Regions from separate parts of the Mus musculus genome. Here region 1 is linked to region 2. A link is a contact called in public HiCAR-type data. All regions are on one chromosome and are shown on one strand. Each heading gives the region's core, a stretch centred on a gene start, on an enhancer-like site or on the middle of the called end of the contact. The rest is flanking DNA. Distances are from core to core; before and after follow the strand shown.

The links. HiCAR-type assays count read pairs that join an accessible place to other places.
Region 1: a contact with region 2 is called in a HiCAR-type map of astrocytes, with 4 times the contacts expected there. The contact joins the promoter of Arl6 here to the enhancer-like site in region 2. A contact is called at or near these places in 6 of 39 promoter capture datasets (the 3T3-L1 cell line, the C10 cell line, hippocampal neurons and 2 more), 1 of 115 datasets of contacts at active chromatin or transcription factors (astrocytes) and 2 of 9 other capture datasets (adipose tissue and embryonic stem cells).

What each region holds. Positions count from the first base shown.
Region 1 is chr16:59,634,461-59,640,896 of GRCm38.p6, reverse strand. It overlaps Arl6 (ADP-ribosylation factor-like 6), which reads left to right and starts at 1,558. Exons shown (of 8, transcript NM_019665.3): 1 at 1,558-1,967. 4930547E14Rik (RIKEN cDNA 4930547E14 gene) reads right to left here and starts at 3,952. Exons shown (of 3, transcript NR_040564.1): 1 at 3,712-3,952.
Region 2 is chr16:58,451,223-58,457,643 of GRCm38.p6, reverse strand. It overlaps Dcbld2 (discoidin, CUB and LCCL domain containing 2), which reads right to left. Exons shown (of 16, transcript NM_028523.3): 9 at 5,859-5,983; 10 at 2,368-2,518; 11 at 1,487-1,567; 12 at 1,236-1,361. Among named protein-coding and RNA genes, the nearest start is that of Gm33475, 22 kb to the left of the region's middle. Within about 2 kb of position 4,358, at least 30 of the 459 cell types and tissues checked have an H3K27ac peak or open chromatin away from gene starts, as enhancers often do. A contact at or near this core is called in adipose tissue, astrocytes and liver, where this site is marked.

The sequences.
Region 1 (6,436 bases), core at 309-2,808, 1.2 Mb before region 2:
TCTGTTCTTATATATTTAGTTTCCTCCTAATGCTTTGTAGGAAAAAAAAAAATCTGATAATATCTGCCTAAAGGGGGAAAATCAGAGACATAAGCTCTATTCTATGTCTAGAGAGAAAATATTATATAAGCAAATAAGCATCCAAGTTTTGTCAAAGTGAGCCAAAGAGAAGCGGTTTAATAGTTCCTGGTAAATTAGGAACCCCTGCATTTGGGGCCAGAAGTTAAAGGACAACCACATCAGGAACTGAGCTGATTTTCTTTGAGTAATAAAAAATTCACAACGAAGGAAGCTTATCTATTGAACACGTGCTATCTATTGGTCAGACATGCATACTTTTTTCTTTCCTTTGTCCTCAAAACCACTAGATTAGATACATTTTTGAAGACAAAGATGAAATATACACAAAGGGTAATTTTACTAGACCACAGAGTATAGTATATTTCCATTTTCTGTTTTAACAAGGGCATTTATGTTACTACCTTTGGATGTACAAACTATAGAAGTTTTGTTCACTCAGTCTGGTTTTTGCCTTACAAGAGTCAGGAGACCAGAACTAGACCTTACTCCACATTAGGAGTACTAAGGAATTTGGAAAGGCACCAGAAAAGCACTCTACCGCAGTGCATATACCAGTGTCTTAACCACTATCTCTTTGATGGAATTCCTTTCAGTTTCTTCACCCTACTCCAAGTCCAAATAATCGGCCAGCTTCCTTAACGGGCAGAAAAACAAGTATGGTAGTTGAACATACTAACTGGTAAAACCAGTAAAGTAACATCCCACATTTATGCTAACAAGTGATATGAAGAGATGAAACTTTTCAAATACAAGTTTGTCATGCAGTCATTCATTGAGGAGTAGGATGGGGGAAATGGCTAGTTTGAAGTCAAAAAAAAAAAAAAAAAGTAAAAATAAATAAAATAAAATGTAGATCTTTAATTGTTGCATCTGTAGCCTGTCTGTTGGGAACAATGCAAATGGGCGGGAAAGTGTCTATCTAAAAAACTTTCAATTAGCACAAATTATTTCTATTGCTATAAACTCCAAGTGATTTTAAGAACGGTAACTATCAAACTCTCTGATCCACAAACTCATGTCTGGTGTTAGTTAATATCCGGGACAACAGACAGCTAAGAACTAGGGACAGGGTCACACTTCCTTTGCCAAATAATGTTTCTGTTTTTAAATACTGACTGGTTTTGACCAGTTTCCCTCTCCTGCCTGTACTTACAACTGTATTCTGCAGAGCTCGCTCGCTCGCTCTCAGGCCTAGCTGAGCCTAGGAAAGGCTCTGTGTAATGGGAGTAGCATATCTAAGTAGATCCTTTCCCTGCCTCACGCCGCCCACGACGAGGGCGGTCAAGCCAAAACATTGCCACCCACAGATATGGCAGTCCGGCCAAAAGCGCTAACCAGAACCCCGGAGGCCAGCAACCAGCGATGCGCGCGCAGCTAAGGCCGCCCCGCACGCCTCCCGGCAGGCTGTGCGCGCGCCTCCAGCTCCCTTGCGTCCCAGCAGCACGGGAGCTACCACTCGGCTCCCAATGCAGTGGCGGCTCCCCGTGTCTTCCGTGCTCACACTCTCGCTAACAGAGTTCCTCTGCGGGAATCAGGCCATTAATTTTTTTACCCAGAGCTCTCCAGCCGCAGAAAGGAGAACCTGTGGGCGGACACCTACGACGCCCGGGTGGGCGTGGCTTTGGGACCGGAAGAAGCTCCCGTTGCCAAGGGAACGCCGCGCGCCGGGGCGCCTGCTCAGCCACTGATGCTCGCATCCTGGGTGAACCGGCTGTTTCTCCCAACTTGTAGAAGGGGCTGTGCTTGGGACAAGGGAACCTTCCTACGGAGGCATAGAGAGGAAGGCTGAGGCTCCGGGGAAGATCCCACCGCGGAAACGGGTACAAGAGTGCGTCCTTTCCTGTCCTTGTCAGCCCCTTGGCCTTTGGATTGGCGTCAAAGATCAGGTACCTCCATCCGCACCCCGCTTTTTCTCTCTCTTCACCATCATCTGTGTGTTCTCTTTCAGCTCTGTTGGGTATGATTTTTCACGCCATCAGCTTCACCCTTGATAACATGAACACGACCTTTCCACGGTGTCTGTAGCGCTGTGGAACCGGCGGCAGGATCCACTAGTTCAAAAAGTTCCCGCTACCTGTTCGCAGCCATTTCCACCCTGGTAGACAGAGAATACCCGCTCCCTGTCCGATTTAGAATTACTCTAAACTATTACCCGTATTTTTGAATCTAAGTGAGTTAGATCATCTCTCATCTGTGAGAGATGGGGAAAAAATTGAGTTTATGTGATGTATACCAAGGAGCTTCGAAAATGTATTGAACTGCTTTGGGCCAATGCTGTTTGCTTGTTTGGTTGACTTTAACGCTGCCCAAGACGGACCTTTTTATATGATGTATGAATAATTTGGTTGAAATTTCATCATCAAATTTTCTAACTTAATAAGATTGTTTTATTGGGGTAGTAAGAATGTTCAACAGCCCACACTACTATCATGTTTAAAGTAGCATTTCTGGCGTTTTTCTCTGTCTCATCTCATCTTTCTCTGCAGCTTAACGCTAAGGTCTTAACATGTGGATAACATGTTAAATCTTCAGTGCTTTTCTGGTAACCACCTAATCCTTTGGAAAGCTGATTCTTCTCAGAAAGCAGCTCAGACACCTAAGTGTTCTTGATTCAAGAACAGGAGTTGTTTCATTTTAGCCAAGTTTACTTTAGCTATCAATTTTGCCAGCGTTATACAATACATACAGTAAGACTTTTTAAGCTGAAGGTATATTTTGTTCCTAATCTAGCGAATATGCTGGGTTTTCTTTTCTTTTTTCTTTTTTTTTATCCTTTAAGGCATAGTTTACGTCAGTATCAACTTTATACCATGTTCTCTCTCCTCTCCCCCCACCTCTCTATGTAATAATTGTTCATGTTGTGTAGTACCTGTTGAATCCAGAATGTGTGACCAGCCCTGGAATTGGAGTTACAGGTGCTTGAGAGCCTCAGTCAAACTCTGGTCCCCTAGAAGAGCTGTGCGGTCTCTGCTGTTAAGAGTATAATTTTTATTTATTTTTTTCTTTTTTGTTTTACAGTGCCTGAGATTAAATCTAGGGCTTTGCACATTGTGGGCAAGCACTTTACCATTTTGCCACATAACCAGTCCCTAAGATTATACTTTTCTTTAGAAAATTTTAATAGACATGAGTAGGGAAAGAGATTATAAAGCTAATTGTTTCCCTAATTTCAACCCTGTCACACTTGTTTTGGGTGTTGTGTAAATTTTTAATTGGTAGTAAAAATGTAAACCCTTAAGCAAAAGCCCAATTGCTTTACAAGAGTCTTCCTAAGTGTAGAAGTTTGCTGAGAGTTTGGGACTGGGCAAGTTTTTGCTTGAGTTTTTGCTTAATCTAATTGTGTGATGTTTTTATTTGTGAGTTCATTACAGTGAGGTGATTTTATTGGTAAGAACTTTTAAACTACTATTTGGAAGAAATTCAGAACCAATGAGAGGATGAAAACTGGCTGAGAGTGTTTTGTGATGTGTGTTCTCAACTTTTATGATCCAACTCCAGATCTTTATGGCTTACTCCCCATGCTCCAGATTCTGAGTCCAGCTCACCCTGCTCTTCTCTCTTATTGACTAGCCAGGCTTCCTCGGTCACAGCGGGTTTTGTTTCTTCTTAAAGAACGTTTTATGGACTTACCTCAGAATAGCTGTACTTAGCCTTTGGAGAACTTTGTTGTACCTAAGAACTTGCTTTCTCTAAACTTAAAAAAGAAAAATAAGGAAATGGAAGAAGACAATAAAATCAGCAGCGCATCAGTCCCCCAGAAGCCCACTTTCAGGGTATAGTTCCCCTTCAAAGCTGAAGAAACTGGTAAATCTGAAAAGGGGACGTTAGAGAAAGGAAGCTTAGTGTTTCACATGACAAAGTATAGGGATATGTGAATTGAGAGATGATGTCACAAACAGACCAATAGAATAGATCAGGTTTCCCAGTTTGTGTGAAGTTGAAATATTTCCCCAAAAAGGTTCTTGTGAACAAGTCCTCACAGACAGTAGTACTTTCTTTGTCCATCTCTTGGAGCTTTAGAGATAGTATCAGCATATTAAAGAATAATGCGCTGTAGAAGCTTATATAAAATTTCTCAAGCATCAGTGACCTTGAAATTTTTCTTAGAAGTAATCCCTAAGAATTCGCTTCCAGAATATAGTTTAGAATGTACAGAGAGCCTATTGCTAGATCCAAACACATATAAGAATATAAAATATAAAGAAAAGGGAGGGGCAGAAGGACAGCCAGTTCTCTGAATCAGCTCTCATACCCAAGTACATTTCAGGAAAATTAGAATTTAAAACCTGAAAAATTAACTACAGATGAAAGAAACAGAATATTAGTTAATATGCTCAAAATACTGAAGAGAAGGAAATATTTCTAGACCTAAAACTAAAGAAAGAAACCAAAGAAAACCACCAATGTCATCAGATAAAAGCCCCGTCTTATAAAACAATTGTAATAAAGTAAATTTTAATTGATTGAGATAGTTTGCAATACATATGCATGGAATATATACATGACTACATACAGTAATCAAAGCAGTAGCCACCAGATATGACAAGCAGCCCATGAGAGAAACACTAATAAAAAGCAAGTTTCAGTGATATTCAGTTTTATTAGTGATAGAATAAACCAAATTTAAACACTGCTCTGGTAGGGTTTTTCATGTTGCACATAAAAAAAATTGAAAAGCTCTTTAAAATTTTATATTCCCAAATATTTCAATAATAAATCTCAGGTATTTGAGAAAAATGATAGAAAGTCACAAAAGATTGTGGACAATGAATATCTATGATAGTACCTTTTAACAATCAATGCCTTGTAGTACTTACACAGAGAGGAGACATGAAAAACAGAGAGGTTGTAATTTTGAAAATATGTTAAAGATTATATGGAAAATAAAAAAAACATAGAAGCATTATATTAACATACTTCCCCCTATAGGACTTAATAGCCAATTCCAACTAAAATGATAAATATGAATTGTTTTATGTAGCAAAGAAAATTTAAGATAGATTCATCAAATTCCAACTCCTAAGTTGGTATTCAAAGAAATGTTTTGAAATGGGCTTTGAATTTCTAATATGAAAAGGTTTGAGCGACTACGCAGGTTAAACCCATCCTGATCCTTAGGATAAGAAAGAGATCTGCCCATTAGGTGTGCACTGCTTCTTGAAGGCACATCATTGAAAGTTGATGTACTTTATACTGATAGCGCTCTCCCAAAAGTAATAAGCAGAATGTCAGCGATGCAGTCACTTTTCTTATGCATTTGACTTACTACTGATAGCCTTTCCTTCACGTCCTTTGCTTGGGATGGCATAGCATAAAAGACATTAAAGGAGTTGTAACGTGTTTGAGTTTTGTGACCTTAAATGAACATGAGAATTAATAAAGTGAATTAATGTTTCAAGAACTCTAGAAATTAATATTCAGAGAGCAAAGAAAAATACTAAGTAGACATGTATTGTGGCAGTGTCGGTAGTACTGGGGTGGTTGGTAAAAAGTATTTTTCTTCTATCATACAGTAATATTTAGGGTTTGATGACACCAAATGAAAGACCCTTAAAGAGCTTCATTTGGAGATGTGAAGTGTAAATGTAACAGTACCATTGGGGGATAGGAACAGACACAAAGCTACACAAAGCAGGCGTTGTATTAGCAGCAGTTTTATTTGACTTCAAAGTAATTCTGCCTTGTATTGCTTTAGTGGGTGGCTCATTTTGTTGTCATTTAAAGACTGCTCTAGACAGTTGAATAGAAAGTTTAATATAGTAACTTGTTTTTTAAGAATTTTATACTTGTATATAGTGCATTTTGAGCTTATCTACTTGCTATTCCCAAATTCCAATTCTTCCCAGGCCCCCTACCCCCTCTTGTATAATTCCTCCCAATTTTATGCTCTCTTCTCGCTTTTTTTTTTTAATAACCAGGAGGGTCCAATTAGTGCCACCCCAAGGCTCATGGGTGTGCAGCCATCTACATGGGCAACCAGCCAGTGGCCATGTCCCTGAAGGAAATTGACTCTCCTGGCAGCCATCCACTGCTAGCCTTTCAGATAGTGAGGTGGCCTCGTGAGCCCTCTATAGCTCCTGAGCTCACCTCATGAGCCCTAACCCAGGCTGGAATGTTGGCTGGCTTGGGCTGTTCTTGTGTGGACAACCAAAGCTGTCCATGGCAATGGCCCTGCCATGTCCAGAAGTCTCTGCTTGATGGCAGCTCCCTCCCCAGCTTCTGGCCTTTACAGTCTTTCTGCCTCCTTTTCCAGAATGTTTCCTAAGCCTTGGGAGGAAGAGTGTGGTGTAGATAAGTGTTTCGTTTAGAGCTGAGCCTTTGCAATTACTTATTCTCTGGATGTGGACTGGTTGTG
Region 2 (6,421 bases), core at 3,109-5,608:
TGTGCAAGTAGAGAACGTGTGAGCAAAGCCTGTGAAATACAAACAGAAGTGTGGGTGCAATTAGACGTCCTATAAAAGGACAATGTGGCCCAAGAGTCTGGAAGCTCCCCTTTAGCTCAGTAAGCCCACTTCCACTCCTGAAGTGTTTTTTCCTTATAAACTATCTACTTTATTTCTAATCCTGCATCCCTGGTACAACCCTTTTGTGCAGGGGCGTAAGAGCCTAGCATCAGTCCAGTAGCCTCGCAACCCCGCATTGCACTGCAGCAGCCTGGCAGTAAAGCATGCTTTTCCTCGTCCTTCTTCTCTCTTTTAGGGTATCCGATGTGCCCCCCCCACCCCTGGGGGATGCTGGTTCTCATTTTTTGAGGCCCTTCTCTCCCACACAGCGCTCACCCTGTTTACCAACTTTTCTCCTTTCCTGTTCTCCACCCAACTCTGCAGCTCTGACCATTTCCAGCTTATCTGCCCTGTCGTCTCCTCCTCATCCTGCAACAAAACCGTCCTAGAGAACTTCTCTCTTTGACTGAGATGGGCACTGGGTTTTCCTGGTAACGCTTTCTTTCCCATACTTTGCTGAAAATGAGCATTTTTTTCCCATGTTAGCCCTGCTTGCTAATTCTCCTGTGACACTGACATTTTATTTTCTGAATTTAACTGAAAGTTTTCTTTTCAACAAGCAAAAAGGACAGTGATTTGTACAATGTAACACTGTATTTATCACTGTAATGCAATTTAGAAGTAACTCTAATGTCTGAATGAATAATCAGAAAATTACAAATGTATATGAAGCAGAGGGTATTTAAAAAAAACAAGAATGTTAATTGAAGTACATTTTAAAACTTTAAATGTTTTAAACAATTTAAAGATGTTTTTCGCTCTCCTCTATCAGCTCTCCCCATTAGTGAATTAATATATAATGTGGGTAAAAAAGCTTGTTTGCTGCTGTGGTTTAATCATTTCTAGAAGTGCTGAGTTTCTGAGCTCGGGACTCGTGCTTAGCTGCTGGGGATCATAAGAGGAGGCCGAGAGGACACAGACCACACAGCTAAGCACCAGGCTTTCCTGTATCAGAATAGACTGAGCTTCCCACAGGCTTTTCCATAAAAGACACAAGTTTATATATTTATTTATTTTGGATGAGCTGGAAAAATACAGATGAAGTAAGTGAGCTGGAAACTCGTAATTGAGAGCAAGAACCCCACCAGGGAAGAGTCCGTGCCTGATCTACCTACCTTTGGTTACACTGGGAGTTACAGTCGTGTTTTTTATATCAGGAGTGGTAGTTGTCTCCGCCGGCTGCACAGGAAGTTCATTCCTACTTCGAGGTTGGAGCACTTGAGTAAATTTAGGGGCACGACCTTGAAAAAAGTTTGAAGAAACCTTTTTTTATTTTTTAAACATTAATAACTTAAGGAAAGTTCAGTTTTATGTTTTAAATATAGTTACAGGACATGTCAAAGTCTCACATTAAAAGCAGGCATACCTTTACCTAGTTTGGGACGAGCTGTAGTATTTCTGAGGTTATTGCCGTTCCGAGGAGGTGGAGTAAGCTTTGGAAGGCGACCTTAAAAAGGGGGTTAGAAATGCTTATACATTTTGCTTTGAAAAAAAATTATAGTTTAAAAAGAGCAATGTTAAATGTTCAACATTTCCTAAATTGCTTAATTCTGCAGAACAATTTTAAATCTCAGAATCCAATGGATAATTATACTTTGCATTAAATGCAAGAAAACTAAGATTTTTCAGGCTTTATAAGATTTTCCAGATTTTCAATAATTAAATAATTAACTAATTCATAGGTAACCTTAGAAGATTATTGGCTATCCAATTCTATAGCTATAACCTAATATATGCTATATTCAGTTCATTTAACGAGTGTGTATGGAGAGCCAACTATGTCTGGCACAATGATAGCTTTGTGAAATATAAGGAAATAACATTAAAACATTATAAAATATTGGGTGAATTTATTCCAGTTTTTTGTTAATTCAAAATAAAAGTTACTCAAGCTTAGGTTGCTGCTCTAACCCTCAATGCATGGATCTTAATACACAGAACCTAATTTTAAAAGTCTCCAAGACCAGAACTGGAGAGTCTCATTTGCATTGTGAAACTATTCTGATGGCAACATTTTAACAGGGAAACAAATGAGCAGTTCCTACTAGAGAGAGGACTTTGAAAAGTGTCAAATACAAAGAAACTGTATCTACCTGACATGATCATTACCTGATCTGATCATTATATACGCATACACACACTGAAATGTCTCGGTATACCATAAGTGTGTGATGACTGTGTGTCAGTTAAGTGGGAAATTTAAAAGGGCAATGGTGGGGACCACTGTTGGCCACACTGGCTCTTTACCTTTGAGAGTAAACTGACATCCGAGCAGTTCCACTTTCATGGCAATTTTCTGTTGCCACTGGACAGGGTTCACTCTAATGAAACGTGCAATAATTGGTGGCAAAAAGTTATTACGAACATCCTTGTGATAATCTTTGTTTCCTTGAAATATCTTTAAAAAATAACAAAAATTGGTATTTTACATCAAAAAGAGACCAGAACTAGACTGCTCCAGCTAAGCATGTTCAACAACATCGATAAAGAATGATGACAGAACAGACTTCTCAGAAAACAACTCAATCAGCATTTGGAAAAGCAGTTATTAAAACACTGCACATTTTACCTGGAAGCTTATCTGAGGGAAACACTAACTACAAAAATGTTGTTAGGATGGCTTACGAACTGGACAGGAGTGATAGCTAACCTGGCAATACGGGAAACGTTTCAACTGCAGGGCCACAGCTCATCGCATCAATAAACTATCATCGTCAATCCCTGTGGAACTAACGATCATCTAAAGTTTATATTTAAAGTGAAAAAGAGCCATCACACAAAGGCCTCAGCTCATGGGCCAGGCCTCTACCTCCACCTGCTGGACCAACCGTGTTACGGCACTCCTCACACCACAATCCCAGTTGTCAGGACTTGCTGCTTACCCCAAGTAGCAACAACCCTGAAATGCTATTCTGTGTTTGATTTAACGACTGGAACTCAACAGCTACACATGCATTATAAAAACAATCTTTAAGTAGAAAACATGATTAAAAGTGATTATCTCATTACCTCAACCCTTTCAAGCAAATGTGTTTTCTCCTCAGTCAGCCCTATTTATACAGTACTTTCATGGATTTGCCATTAGTGGTCCTCAAGGCAGGGCACAGAAAGAGTGGCCACAGAGTGACAGTGTGAGGCCAGCAGCAGGAGCTGAGCTGACTGTGACTTCTGACTTAATCGCAGGGCTTCAATGAGTTAAGCAGGGCCTTGTTTTCCCCTTGTGCCAAATTAGCCACATCCATTCCACTAGCTAAAGCGAGAACATGTGCATACTGGACTTCCTAAGTCATGCCCAAGTAGGACAGCTATTTCTTCCTGGTCCATCTGCCTGTAACTAGATTACACATGCTGGAAGATACATTAAGATCTTTTAGTTTCTATAATGTTCTCTCTATACTTCCAACAGTCCCCCTTTCTGTAAGCTTCCATACTTTCCCTAGCTCCTGCTCTAACATAGATTAAAGGCCAATGCTGACAGTTTTGTTATCAGTGAACAGGAACTGACTGAAACAACATTTCAGGACATAACTGTTGGCAAAGGCTGGGGATGTAGGCCAGACTGCTTGCTTATGTGCACAAAGTCATAAGTTCTCTTCCCATCTCCTCATAGAACTGGGTGTGGTGCAGCACATCTGTAATGAAGTCAGTTTCAGAATCACAAGTTCAAGGTCTTCCTCAAGTACACAGTGCACACTGGGCTGGCTATACGTGACCCTAACGAAATGCTCTAGTCCATCTGCCAACATTCACTGAGAATCTGATGCACAGGGAAGGTTGTTAGACATCCTTAGGAAACATTTTTGAAAAAGTACACACATTCTCTCTCATTCTCCCCTGAATACAAACATGGTGTAGTATTAGAAAGCAATAAATTATGGAAGTTTAGGAGATTGGTTATACTTTCTGGCTCAGGCTCTGTAGGTATGCAGAGACCTAGAAGACATGTCAAAACAAATACAAGTTACCCGAGAAGCGAAGAGATGGACAGATTGAAGTGTGAAGATATGTGCTATTTCATTAAGTTCAGAGCCTTCCTCTTCTGTCAGTAACTGAGTGAGAGAAGCTGGACCTCAGCCATGAACAACAGAAGAACTGGGAAAGGGCACGGCAGGACGCAGTAGTTCTCAAGACACTGGGCAACGGGCAGCAAAGGGTCAGAACTACAGAGTAGGGGCCCAAACAAGACACACTCTGCTTATCAGTACTGACTGGTGAATTTCCAGGTCACAGGGCAAGGCTTTCCCACACTCTAGAGAACTTGCTAGCCATGAGGTCAGCAGAAACCTAGAATTTCTGGGGTAGAGCTTAGCAGAGTAAGGACAGGAAAGGGACAGAATGAGTGTCAGCAGGAATGGATGAACTACAGCAAGGCCACTGGGCTCTGTATGAAACTTCCCCTAAGTCCTCAGCCAGAAGCAACTTAGAGTCAGAAAAAGAACCCTGTGATAAGTAGAACAAGCTTATGACAACACAGGCTTCAAAACGCTCTCCATCATCAGCTCATGAGTAAATTTCATAATACTTGGGACACTGTCTCAATGGTGACTGTCAAGTTAGCAATACGTATAAAGAAATGTTTTCCTGGTAGCTTAACTGCATCCCAGAATAAAGCTTTACACACACACACACACACACACACACACAGAGGATTAATAATGCTAATAAAAACACCCAGAAGCAATCAATAGCATAATGGCTAGCACTGAGGTGTGTGTTTGGTAAAATTACCAGATGAACACACTCCGTGCTCATATGCCTATGAAAAAATATATGGAAGAAAATTTAAAACCCAAGGTAAATATGAAGGAGAGAAAAAAAAATACAGTATTGGAATTAAAAATCCATTAGATGAAATTAAAAGGTTGGACACTGCAGGAGAATAAAACAATGGAAAGACAAACTAAAACAAAACAAAGAACCCCACAAAAACTAAACCAAACCAAAACAACAAACTCCTCCAAGGATACTTCATGGGGAGAAGAAAAAAAATGTAATGAAAGAACAAGAAGGGGCAACAGGGTCACTGTGCGGTCGCCATGAGATAGATTATGAAATAAGAAGCGGGCTGGGAAAGTCTGGGAAGTACTGCGCTTCTCACTGAAAGAAGCCGTCAGTCCCCACTCCACACAGCACCACCCATCTTCCCTGGGGACAGAGGTGCCTTCATTTTGAGATTCTCTCAAGGGTAGAGCAGGAAGCTGGGGATGGGACAACACCCCAGTGACATACTTCCAATATTCTCCCATGTTGTCCCTGCTTGTCCAGTTCCAGTGTCTCCACAGGATTTCACTAAAACAAAAATGCTGAAGTGTCTTGGAAACTATGGGAATTCTGCAGTGGGAAGACCAGATTTGTCCTGGCACAGAAACGGCTGAGGTGATCTTACAATGGCCTTTCTATCTTTAGTGTACTTCACCTTTTATTCCACCTCCCTTTCCTCTTGCTTAGTCAAAATCTGAGAACAAAGTCAAGGTTCCATTATTTGGTAGGCTTTATAAAAACCAAGGAACTGAAGGTAACTATTTAGAAGTTCTTACTTTAGCAGCCAAAATACTTGGATAATTATCCAATAACAATTATAACCAGTTCTAATTATACAATCACAAAGACCTAGAATCACCGACAATTTTCTAAGCCTGCTTAGAAACACTAGGAAGACAGTAGCAAGCAGTACCGAAAACAACCAGGAGAGAGTAGAGTGAGACAACATGGCATTTAACATTACAGGATCGCCTTACCTTGTCCTGGTCCACACCAGGTTCTCTGTACACAGTCCATCTCTGCCCATCGTCACTGTACAGGACTCTGTAGGCAGACACATAGTAACTGTGTTCTATCATGGTAGACCCAGTGGTTACGATACCTGCAGGATAGAGTTCTTCTCATGAGTGCGCAGCCTCAGGCTCCCAAAGTCAGCTAGACACACCTGATACGCCCTGCAAGCATTTCTATGGCTTGTTTCTATCTTTGTGGACAATTACATTGTATTAGCAGCTAAAGCCCTGGCTTTGCTCCCTTGGAGAGATGGAAGAACTGCGGGCACATGCAAGGAAAGGGCTATTGTACTTTTGCAGCCTGCATTCACACCATTAGAAGCTACATTCCAATTACTAGGAATGATTGCCTGGGTATGGACATTAAGCATGATGACTGGTAGGCAAAAGTCAGTCTTTTAACAAACGTATCTAAACCAAAATTATCTCAAGTCACTGCTAAGTTTACCTAAGTTAAGTTGATACTCAGTACATGTGGAATACAAGGTACTTAATAGCATTTAAAATACATTCTCCTTAACTATACA